2 separate regions of the Mus musculus genome follow, and region 1 is linked to region 2. The links are chromatin contacts, called in public Micro-C maps. All regions are on one chromosome and are shown on one strand. Each heading gives the region's core, a stretch centred on a gene start, on an enhancer-like site or on the middle of the called end of the contact. The rest is flanking DNA. Distances are from core to core; before and after follow the strand shown. Region 1 has its middle 100 kb from the start of Lhfpl2. Region 2 overlaps Arsb (arylsulfatase B).

The links. Hi-C and Micro-C count contacts between places; a contact is called where the count stands out from the background.
Region 1: a contact with region 2 is called in a Micro-C map of granulosa cells, with 2.6 times the contacts expected there. The contact joins two enhancer-like sites. A contact is called at or near these places in 5 of 484 Hi-C or Micro-C datasets (granulosa cells, nephron progenitors, pre-hematopoietic stem cells and 1 more) and 1 of 115 datasets of contacts at active chromatin or transcription factors (embryonic stem cells).

What each region holds. Positions count from the first base shown.
Region 1 is chr13:93,950,228-93,956,012 of GRCm38.p6, reverse strand. No RefSeq gene overlaps it. Among named protein-coding and RNA genes, the nearest start is that of Lhfpl2, 100 kb to the left of the region's middle. Within about 2 kb of position 3,147, at least 12 of the 459 cell types and tissues checked have an H3K27ac peak or open chromatin away from gene starts, as enhancers often do. A contact at or near this core is called in granulosa cells, where this site is marked.
Region 2 is chr13:93,847,641-93,852,732 of GRCm38.p6, reverse strand. The region is part of intron 4 of Arsb (arylsulfatase B); the gene reads right to left. Among named protein-coding and RNA genes, the nearest start is that of Mir5624, 59 kb to the right of the region's middle. Within about 2 kb of position 1,867, at least 6 of the 459 cell types and tissues checked have an H3K27ac peak or open chromatin away from gene starts, as enhancers often do. A contact at or near this core is called in granulosa cells, where this site is marked.

The DNA.
Region 1 (5,785 bases), core at 1,898-4,397, 100 kb before region 2:
CTGATTGGTGAGTCTAAAGATGCTGAGCACAAAGACCTCTGTTCAGAATGGGTGTATTTGATCATCTCAACTATAAATGCTTTGTTTCTTACAAAGCCCCTCATGAAAGTCTGTCTAGGTTATGGCCATAAAATGATAAGCCTCCTTCTATTTCTTTCTGAGGCATGATTTCACGATGTAGTTTATGCTGGCTTTGAGCTCATGATCCTCTTGCTTCAGCCTCTTGAGTGTAGGGATTACAGGGATACTTCCCACGTCCAGGAATAACAAACATTTAAATGGTCACATTAGAACGTGTATATAACCTGAAGAAATGCCTGTCTGGAGAGCATCTTTTATTTGAATGGGGTCGCCTTTGTTCATGGCATTTTTTTAAAAAAAGATTTATTTATTTTATGTATGTGAGTACACTGTCACTCTCTCCAGACACACTGGAAGAGTGTATCTGATGGTTATGATGTGTTTGCTGGAAATTGAACTCAGGACCTCTGTAAGAGCAGTTGGTACTCTTAACCGCTGAGCCATTTCTCCAGCCCCTGTTCATGGCATTTTTAAAGTCTTTTCTGAGTAGTATTTAAGATGACTTGAACACAAGCAGAAAAATGTCACCTGGTTTGATAGTCATGGCATGCTTTCCTGATCCAGTGAAATTTTCTGTCTTTATGTAACATTTAACCCCAACTTTCTCCCTTTTTTTTTAATTTATTTTTTATTAGGTATTTTCCTCGTTTACATTTTCAATGCTATCCCAAAGGTCCCCCATACCCACCCCCCAATCCCCTACCCACCCACTCCCCCTTTTTGGCCCTGGGGTTCCCCTGTACTGGGGCATATAAAGTTAGCAAGTCCAATGGGCCTCTCTTTGCAGTGATGGCCAACTAGGCCATCTTTTGATACATATGCAGCTAGAGACAAGAGCTCCGGGGTACTGGTTAGTTCATATTGTTGTTCCACCTATAAGGTTGCAGTTCCCTTTAGATCCTTGGGTAATTTCTCTAGCTCCTCCATTGGGGGCCATGTGACCCATCCAATATCTGACTGTGATCATCCACTTCTGTGTTTGCTAGGCCCTGGCATAGTCTCACAAGAGACAGCTATATCTGGGTCCTTTCAGCAAAATCTTGCTAGTGTATGCAATGCTGTCAGCATTTGGAAGCTGATTATGGGATGGATCCCTGCATATGGCAATCACTAGATGGTCCATCCTTTCGTCACAGCTCCAAATTTTGTCTCTGTAACTCCTTCCATGGGTGTTTTGTTCCCATTTCTAAGAAGGGGCAAAGTGTCCACACTTTGGTCTTCGTTCTTCTTGAATTTCATGCGTTTAGCAAATTGTATCTTATATTTTGGGTATCCTAAGTTTCTGGGCTAATATCCACTTATCAGTGAGTACATATTGTGCGAGTTCCTTTGTGATTGGGTTACCTCACTCAGGATGATGCCCTCCAGGTCCATCCATTTGCCTAGGAATTTCATAAATTCATTTTTTTAATAGCTGAGTAGTACTCCATGTGTAAATGTACCACATTTTCTGTATCCATTCCTCTGTTGAGGGGCATCTGGGTTCTTTCCAGCTTCTGGCTATTATAAATAAGGCTGCTATGAACATAGTGGAGCATGTGTCCTACTTACCGGTTGGGACATCTTCTGGATATATGCCCAGGAGAGGTATTGTGGGATCCTCCGGTAGTACTATGTCCAATTTTCTAAGGAATCGCCAGACTGATTTCCAGAGTGGTTGTACAAGCTTGCAATCCCACCAACAATGGAGGAGTGTTCCTCTTTCTCCACATCCTAGCCAGCATCTGCTGTCACCTGAATTTTTGATCTTAGCCATTCTGACTGGAGTGAAGTGGAATCTCAGGGTTGTTTTGATTTGCATTTCCCTGATGATTAAGGATGTTGAACAATTTTTCAGGTGCTTCTCAGCCATTCGGTATTCCTCAGGTGAGAATTCTTTGTTCAGCTCTGAGCCCCAAACTTTCTCCCTTTTATATCATGAACAGATAAACCCATAGAGACCCTTTGGTTTATGTTAACGGTACTAACTTTTTTACTCTGGAAAGTCCAGAAAACTACCATGACCAAGCAACCATGAGATCGTCCATACAGGACCGGCAGAACAATAGCTTTTGGCTCCCATCCCAATTCCTTTGGGAGGTGAGTGACTATCTGACTATCAGACACGTAAAGAAATTTACAGTCAAGAGTTGTCATCATAAGTCATGAGAGTTGATCCCTGTTAAGTTAGGGAATTGTTCTTGGATCTGTCTGGGAGCTGGCACCATGTACCTCTAATATAGACCTGGATTTGGTCAGCATCATTTTTGGCAACAGATCTGTGAATGATTGATAATTGAACATTGGTCAGCCAAATTGAAGCTGGCAATTGCTAATGGGCAGAGAGATTGCTAAGAGAGAAAAGAACTAATTGATGTTTGAATTCCCACAAGGCATCCAACTATGGTTTTGCCTCTTTTTGGTATAACAAAAGACTGGCGCTTGAGTAAATCATAAGGAACAGAAGTTTATGCTTTTAGAGGGTAGAAGTCTAAGATTCAGGCAGGCGGGTCAGAGTCTGGTGAAGGCTGGGTCCTTTTTGTCTCTTTGGGAGGGGACAAGTGTCTTCACATGGCTGAGGTACAGAAGGACAAACAGTCCTAAGTTCTTCCCTCAGCTCTTTGACAAGGCATTCATGTGACACATGAGGCTAGCCCTGGAAGCACAGAACCTCCTAAAGTCCTGGCTCTTAATTCATTGCATTTTTGGGGGGATATGAGCATCCCAGTCGTGTAAAGAATACGGACTCAGGGGCTGACTTGGGCTAATGGCTGGGGGACAATCTGCTACCCCGAGTCCCAATCACCCCTTATCCTGCCTTATCCTGCCTCCCACCTTCAGAGACCCCTGAAATCCAAATACCAAATGGGGAGGATGGGGGAGATTCACCTCCCCCATTCACTTCTGCATTATCCCTATCCAGGCCCACACGTTTGTACCTCTCCATAGTCTCCTGCCTAGAAAGCATGATGCCGATTAGTCAATCCTTCCTGTATGAATCCCCAAGTGTTGGGCTCTTTGGTTGATCTGCGTGAGGGCATCTTTGTTATCAAGAGGCGATAAGCTGAGCTGGTTCCCTTTCTCAGCGTCCAGCCCAGAGCTTGCTCTCCCGTAGTCCTCCCGCTTCTCACCCCTCCTTAGTGAGCAAGTGAGCTTCCTTCAGCTCATCTCTTCAGAATGCTCTTGTGTGTCCACTTTGAAGCTGCAGCAGACACCTGAGACAACAGGGTGAGTGTTCCAGTCCACTTCCAGTTGGTTGTTGCTGCCACCTAGCCTTTTTCTTATCCTTCCTTGGATCTGCCTTCAGTCTGGCACGCTTTACCCCGCCATCCAAGGCCATCTGAAATGCTAGTGAATCACAGGGAAACTTCCTCTTCAAACAGAGCTATGAATCATAAAAAAATAATTTTTATCTACTTTATAAAGTGGGTGTGAGATGCACAATGGTATATTCATTCTTAGCCTTGAAAATGAGCCCATATTTGGGGTATTAGCTGTTTGATGCTATTGTGTGATACGCAGTATGTCTTCCTTCATTTTACATTCAAAGACTGGAAGATAAAGAGAAATATTTCTGCCAAAAAATATCCAAGTGTTTTATGAGTTTCCTGAGAGCCTTTCTTCTACCTTTGATATTCATATTGCCTTCCTTTGAAGAGCGCGTTGTGTCCTCTGTCAGTTCACTCTCCTTTGCAGGTGACTGCTCCAGTTTCTACCAGATTCTTCTGAGTGAAAGACAGACAGACAGACAGATAGACAGAGAAAGAGGGAGAGGGAGAGAGAACAGCTCTTGAACTTCACTGCCTGCCTCATCCAAGTACCTGTGTTCTGCATTATGTTTCTGTATTACTTACAGCGTTGGAAAATCAGCAGGACCAGAGGGGAGATGAGGTGGTGCCTGGGGAAGAACTGGTCTAATAAGGGCAGAGTATGTGTGTAGGCATATCTTGTTTAAAATGGGGGTGGGGAGGAGTTCCCCAGTCAACATTAAGTTATGATAACTTTTACTTTCCCAAGCACTCTTTGGAGCTTAGATGTCAACCACTGGAAAAGGCAGGTTTGCTATCCCAAAGAAAGGAGATAAGCCTTCCATGTGTAGCTTGTCCCGGGCAAGATGGAGATAAGGACTGAAGGGAGCCAGCAGGGAGTTCACAGGAGCTCAGCAGAGGGGAGTGTGTTCAATCACAGAGCCAGGAAAACCTTAGAAGGCTCGACCGGAGAGCCCAAGGGGAACTTACTGACACTGGTTTGACCTGGGACCATCTGAGCCAGGCTCAGTCCTGTGATAAGATAGTGATTTAGCCCCGAGTCTTCAAGGAACAACACCCACAACAATAGCAAGAGGCAGATAAGAGAGAAAAGCACAGCAAATCGCTTTAAATGCAGTTTCTCGGGGTCTTCAGAAACAAGACCCCAAGGCTCACAGAAAGTTGTTCATGCTTACGGTTAAGCTTGATGAAGGCTGGGCAGCTGCATACAAATTCAGCTGGACAGAAAGCATCAGATCATTAAGAGATGGAAGGCAGAAGCCAGCAGAGGAAGAAAGGGGTCAGAGATGCCCTGCTTTGGATGGAGCCCCTCACTTCAGCTCAAAGTAATCAGCATACCAAGGCACAATACTTTGGGGTACCATTTTTTTTTGAGTTTTGCTGAAGGCTCATCAGGGTTACAGCTCCCAGCTTCAAGTCCTGTTTTGCTGGAAATGGGAAGTGTTCCTCTCCGGCCCAGACTTCGGGAAGTGACCTCTATTTGACCCTTGCTGCTGTCCACCCGGCGCTTTAGCGTTGGCGTGGCTGCTTTAGAAGAGGTCGTTGCTCACACTGCCGAGTTTCGTGAACTGTTATGATTGAAGGTCATTTTTCTTAGTAACACAAGAAAGGATGGGAGCAGGGGCTTGTCCTTTCCATAGCTGTACCCTGAGCTAGAAGATGGGGAAAGTACAAAGGCAGACTGGAGAGCTGATGGGACGAGTCCCCAGTCCCCAAGTGAGTCCTCTGGATTGCTGCCTTCTGATATTCATGGCTTTGAGGGATCCCAGCTTCTAAGTGGCTGACCGCTAACAGATACCTACAACAAAGCAGGGGGCATGCACCAGCCAACTATTTCACTGCTCTGACCAGTGTCTGACAGAGTCAGTTTAAAGGAAGGAAGATGTCATTTCAGAGGTTTTACTCCATGTCTGGCCGACTCCATTGTTTCTGGGCCTATGGTGAGACAGAAACTCATTGCAGCTGAGTGCGAGGGTGCAGGATGGCTTGCCTCACAGCAACTAGGAAGAAGATGGGGGTGGAAGGGAGGAGGTAAAGGGAGAGGGAGAGAGGGAAGGAGGGATATGCACACACTTGGGTCAAGATGCTCCTCACAGTCATATTCCCAGTAATTTACTTCCTAAAAACAGGTCCACTGCCTCCCAAAATGCCGACAAATTATGAATCTATCAATGAGTTAATCTTCCAGCTAGGAGCCAAGGCATCAACACCTAAGACTTTTGGGGGTAGATTTCATACTTAAGCCACAACAGGATGCCATTTCTAAGAGGTTAAGGTATGAGTGCACACAGTTGCACCATGGGTACTCACGTTATCCTCAGGACCCCACTCATCCAAGCCACACCTGCAGTCCAAATGCCTGCCTCATGAGAGTCCCCAGAACAAATCACACATCAGTGCTTGGCTCTCAGAAACTGGGGAGATGATGTGTTTTTTGTTTCTACATGTAATATTGT
Region 2 (5,092 bases), core at 618-3,117:
AGTGCCAGAGACGCTGGCCTCCCTGGACACCCGCCTCAGCCTCCATCCTGACAGCAACCAGCGAGGGAGGATCCTGCTGAGCGGCTCCAAGAGGATGCTGGGAAGGTGAGTGATTTGGCAGCCATTCACCAAATAACTGACTCGGCCACCAGAGAGCTGAGATAAAGAAAGATGGATTTGAGGAAAGGCCAAACCAGGGCTGTGGGATTCACAAGAAGGATTGTAAGTGCGGAAATAGAGCAACTTCCTCATTCTGACGGCAGGGATGTCTATTGCTTGGAATACTGAGAGACCGCTGAGATTCTTATCTCTTCTTTGAAATGTACTAAGGGCAAAAAGATACAAAAGTCTGTTGAAAGACTGAAAACACTTGCTCTCTGAAAGTCATGAGGGGACTGGGAACCGGAAAAGTGTTCTAATTTACAACACTCTGGGCGCAGATAACTTTTTCGTAATTTAAAGCTTGGGTGTGCACAGGTTTGGGAGCTCCTCAGATGAAGCTGTAAGATCAGCACAAAGGGAGGCATGCGGCCTGCTCTCCGAAAGCATAACGATGCTACGCTTAATAACAATGCTACGCTTAATCTTTGTTCTCCAGGTCCTCTGAGAAGCAGTTCAGAAGGACCGAGTGGCTATTATACTAAGCAGAAGGACCAAGTATGTATTCTAGAAAAAACAAAAACAAAAATAAAACCTGTAAAATCTTCTGTCTTTCTTATAGTTTGCTCTTACAGAAAATGCTCAACTTTAAATTCTTTATTTAAAAAAAATTTTTTTTATCCTTTTTACAAACTTGCAGGCAAACTACATCTGGGGGCCCCTCGGGAGTGTTAGTGTTTACTGACCAATCATTTAACTCCTCTCCCAAACCTAAAAACCATTCTTGACGGTCAGGTAATTCTCCACGAGTCTGCAGCTTAGTCTTTCAGTAATACCAAACTGAGAAACAATAAGCTAATTACTGCAGAAGCACTCGAAGGTTTGGCAAGCTCAGGACAGCAGCAAGTAACTGAAAATCCTATGAACAGACAGGAAAAGAGACTTGTGGTTCAAAATAATAGATGTATTACTACATATGTGGTAGGGAAAATGCAGAGGCCAGTGAGTCTCGGAGATTGCTAAATCAGAGAAAGCTAGAATATTCCGTTTAGGTAAGCATTGGCTATTTTGCTTTTGTATTTCCAAATATGCAATATTAGTTACATGTGTCAAAACCTGCAGAGTTGCTGTTAACTAGCACTCTTAATATCAGCATCTTCCTGACTCTCTTTAGAGACTTAGAAAAGTCAGTGAGACCTGAACTAAGGGGCCCGGCAGTTCCACTTCCCGGGCAGTTCCATTTCCCCGGAGCCCTTCTCTGAAGCTTTGCCAGATGCTAAAGGATCCCACTGGTGGTTGGTGTCCAGCATCAGGACAGGCAGACAAACATTATAAGAACTGGCCAGCACTTCTGTCCGAAGAACAGAGGAGGAAACACTCAATGGTAGACAAAAAAAACTCCATAAGCCCAAACATGAAGCAGTCTGGTTAAAAATTTGAGATGCTGAGTGCAAGAAAAAGATTGTCTTTAGATGTGCAGATGACTCTTGCTCCAAGGCCAAAGGAAAAGAAAACTCTCTGAGTCCCCAGAATACTAGACTTTCATGTGGCCAGAGGCAGCCCTTGGGCCAGCACAGCAGGAGTGATGGTGAGCTTTGGTGATGCAGGAAATCCCAAGCAAGCACAAGAGCCACTTTAATGAGGATGACTGGAGAAAAAAAAAAAAAAAAAAAAAAGAGGTGAGAATTGGGCTGGACTCTGTGCCCAGCAAAGGCAGAGTAGGTTAACAAGGCAGGAAGTAGAGGCATGTGAACGGCCATGAACCAGGACGAAAGCAAGACCAAACAATCTGCTAAAGCAAAACAAATGTCCCTGTGTAGTCACAACAGGCTCACAGAGTCCAGCCTATCAGAGATGAGCGCAGGGACTGAAAAGTCTCACACTCAATTCTACTGATATGGGTGGCGTCCAGTCTCTGAGCAGGCTAAAATCTGCACCAGAATGCAGGCCACTCTCTCACTGAAGAATGGATGAAGAAAGACCTGAGTGTTAAAGATAAGCTGTGCACTGTGCCTGCTTTTCTAACATCAAGTGATCACTTTTCCTGTATAGTAAGGAGCTACTATATGAAACATATTAGAATAAACTGTTAGAATGAATATCCTCCATCATTAGCTAGTGAGAGGCTCAGGGCACAGTTAAGGATAGTTTAGACATAAGGAAAAGCATTTTATATTCCATATTCACATCATTGTTTCAATCTATATCGATATAAGATAAACCTTCACAGACGTCTCTTCCAGAATCGTCTGCATATGCATATGAAATCCATGCTGGAGTAAAGTGATGTTAGACTTAAATATCGAAAAAGAGCTACCCATAAACCAAACAGAATGCCCTTGGTGACTTTTATCTCTTCTGCAATGATGTTTCCAGATAGCAAGGTTCTTCTCATTCCTTGTCATTCTTGTCACCCTAACCCAGGAAGCAATCAGGGCAGTCAATGCTTACCCTCTGGGGACAACGTCAGCAGAAAACTGAAACTGACTTCTGACTGGGACAGTCATTCAGAGCTACTTAGAGAAGGAAAGAGGACAGCAGAAAAGCGAGGGAGTGCAGCTGCATCCCTAAGAAGATCCTTGGGTTCCCCCAAGCTCTGGAAATTCCACCCCAATATGGAATGATGTTCATAAGGGCTATCTCATGCCCGAGAGGAAACTGGGGGCAGAAGAGGCAACAGCAAGCCTCTGCATTTTCAGGTAGCAGGCCACACCAGAGCATCAGGGGAGCTCAGGTCCGCTCATGAATGTTCTATCTGTTGTTGAGAAGCACACAAATGATGTGCAGGTAGTACAAAGAGTCTCTGCAACAGGGAGGACCCAGGATGGTCCTGATGGGTGAAATGGTAGATGTGCTGGGAACAGGAATGTTGCCACTGAGCAAGGACTGTGGAGCAGACACTCCCACCTCCTGCCCCGGCTCTAGGAAAGGAGCCATAAATCCACTGAGATGGCCTGCACTGGCTGTTGTTGCTGTTAACATAGATTATCACTGGCTAAATGAGTATAAAGGCGTCAACTTAGAGTTTTGGGGGCTTCAAAATCCAGGCCCATCGGTTCAGTGAAGGACTCTCTCAGAGCTGCATAAACCCATGGCAGAAAACAGGAGGACTGAAGAGATGGATGGGAGAGATTTTACAACAAAGCTACTCCTGCAGTAACGGCCTTAATCCATCCTTAGCCACATCACTTCTAAATCCCTGTCTCTCAAATATAGACACCGTGGCAATTCAATTTGGGAAGGGACATGCAAAACATCATATGAGGTGTCCCCCCACCTCTACACACACACACACACACACACACACACACACACACACACACACACAGAGCAGAACAGGAACCCAGGCCATCCTGGCTTCACTGATGAGAAGAAAAGAAGTTATGTATTACACTTCTAAATCTGAACAAAGAAATCTGTGGTTACTCTGTGGTGTAAGAGCATTTGAATTTTAACAAAGGTATTAAGCCTGACAAAGGGAAACAGTTTGCTAGACTATGTTGAGTAAAAAAAAAAAACTCCAGGACAAAACCAAAACAAACCTTGACTAATTCTGACCTCATGACATATACTAAAAAACTGAAGCCAGTTATGTTACAATTTAACAACAAAGAGACAAAGAAGTCAATTAAAACAGGAGCAAAAGGTGGGAAGAGACATCACTCCAAAGAAGGTTTATAGATGGCCAATGAACACATACAAGATACCCAGCATCACTGGTCACTAGGTAGGCACAAACCAAAACCCCAGGGATGTCACGTTTGTACCGCAGAGTACAACTGTACTAAAAACCTGATGGTGTCCATGTGGAGCCGTGACAACTAGTCATGCTGCTGCTGGAGACGCAACACTCCCCGTACATCACTATGGCTCCCTGGGAAAACATGTAGGTGGCTCTTCAGAAAGGTTCCAGATAAACTAGTTACTTTTATGCCACCACAGAAGACAATAAAGTACAGGCTCATGCTACAACATGGTAAAACATTACAGTAAGCGAAAGTGAGACATAAATGACCAAATACCACATGGTTTTATTTATATGACATGTCCGAAGCAGGAAAATCTATATAGAAACCGTAGACAGTGGCTGCAGGATTGGGAGGGACAGGAATGGGAGCAACTGATAATGGGTGCAGGATTTCTGTCAGAGCTGACAAACATGTCCTGGAACTGGATGATGACAGCAAATGCACAACTTTGTGAAAATACTACAAACTAGTAAAACAACAACAACAAAAAAACCCAAAAAAAAATCCAAAACAAACAAACAAAAAAAAACCTGCACGCTTTTTAAATGTTGTGGTATGTGAATTATACCTCAATTAGCAATTGTGTGATGTCCTAGTTTGGTTTCAGTTGCTGGGATACACAGGGTGAAGGGCTGAAGAGATGGATGGCTCTGTGGTCAGGAGGACACTCCCTGCTCTCCCAGAGGGCCTGGTTTTCTTACCAACATGCTGGCTCACAACTGTCTGGGCCTACAGTTGCTGGGGCTCCAATGCCCCTTCTAGCCTGGTGCAGTGTGTGTGTGCTACACATACACACATACATACAGGCAAACACTTATACACATCAACTAGAAACAAATCTTTAACAACACTAATGAAAAGCAACATGGGAGAAAAGGTTATTTGGCTTATACTTCATTACTGAGGGAAATCAAGACAGGAATTGAAGGCAGAAACCTGGAGCAGGAAAAGAAACAGAACTATGAAGGAGAGCTACTTGCTGGCTTACTCCCCTCCATCTTACTCAGCCTGCATCTTATACAGGAGAGGACCGAGTACCCAAGACTGGCACTGTTTCCAGTGGGATGGACTTCCTACATCAATCATTAATCAAGAAAATGCCCTAAAGGCCAGCCTGATAGAGGCGCTTTCTCAATTGCGGTTCCCTCTTTCCAAACGACCTTAGCTTGTGTCAAGTTGACATAAAACTATCCAGCCCATAAACAAAATAAAAAGGAAAGACAGATTAAAGACTTAAAAGTAAA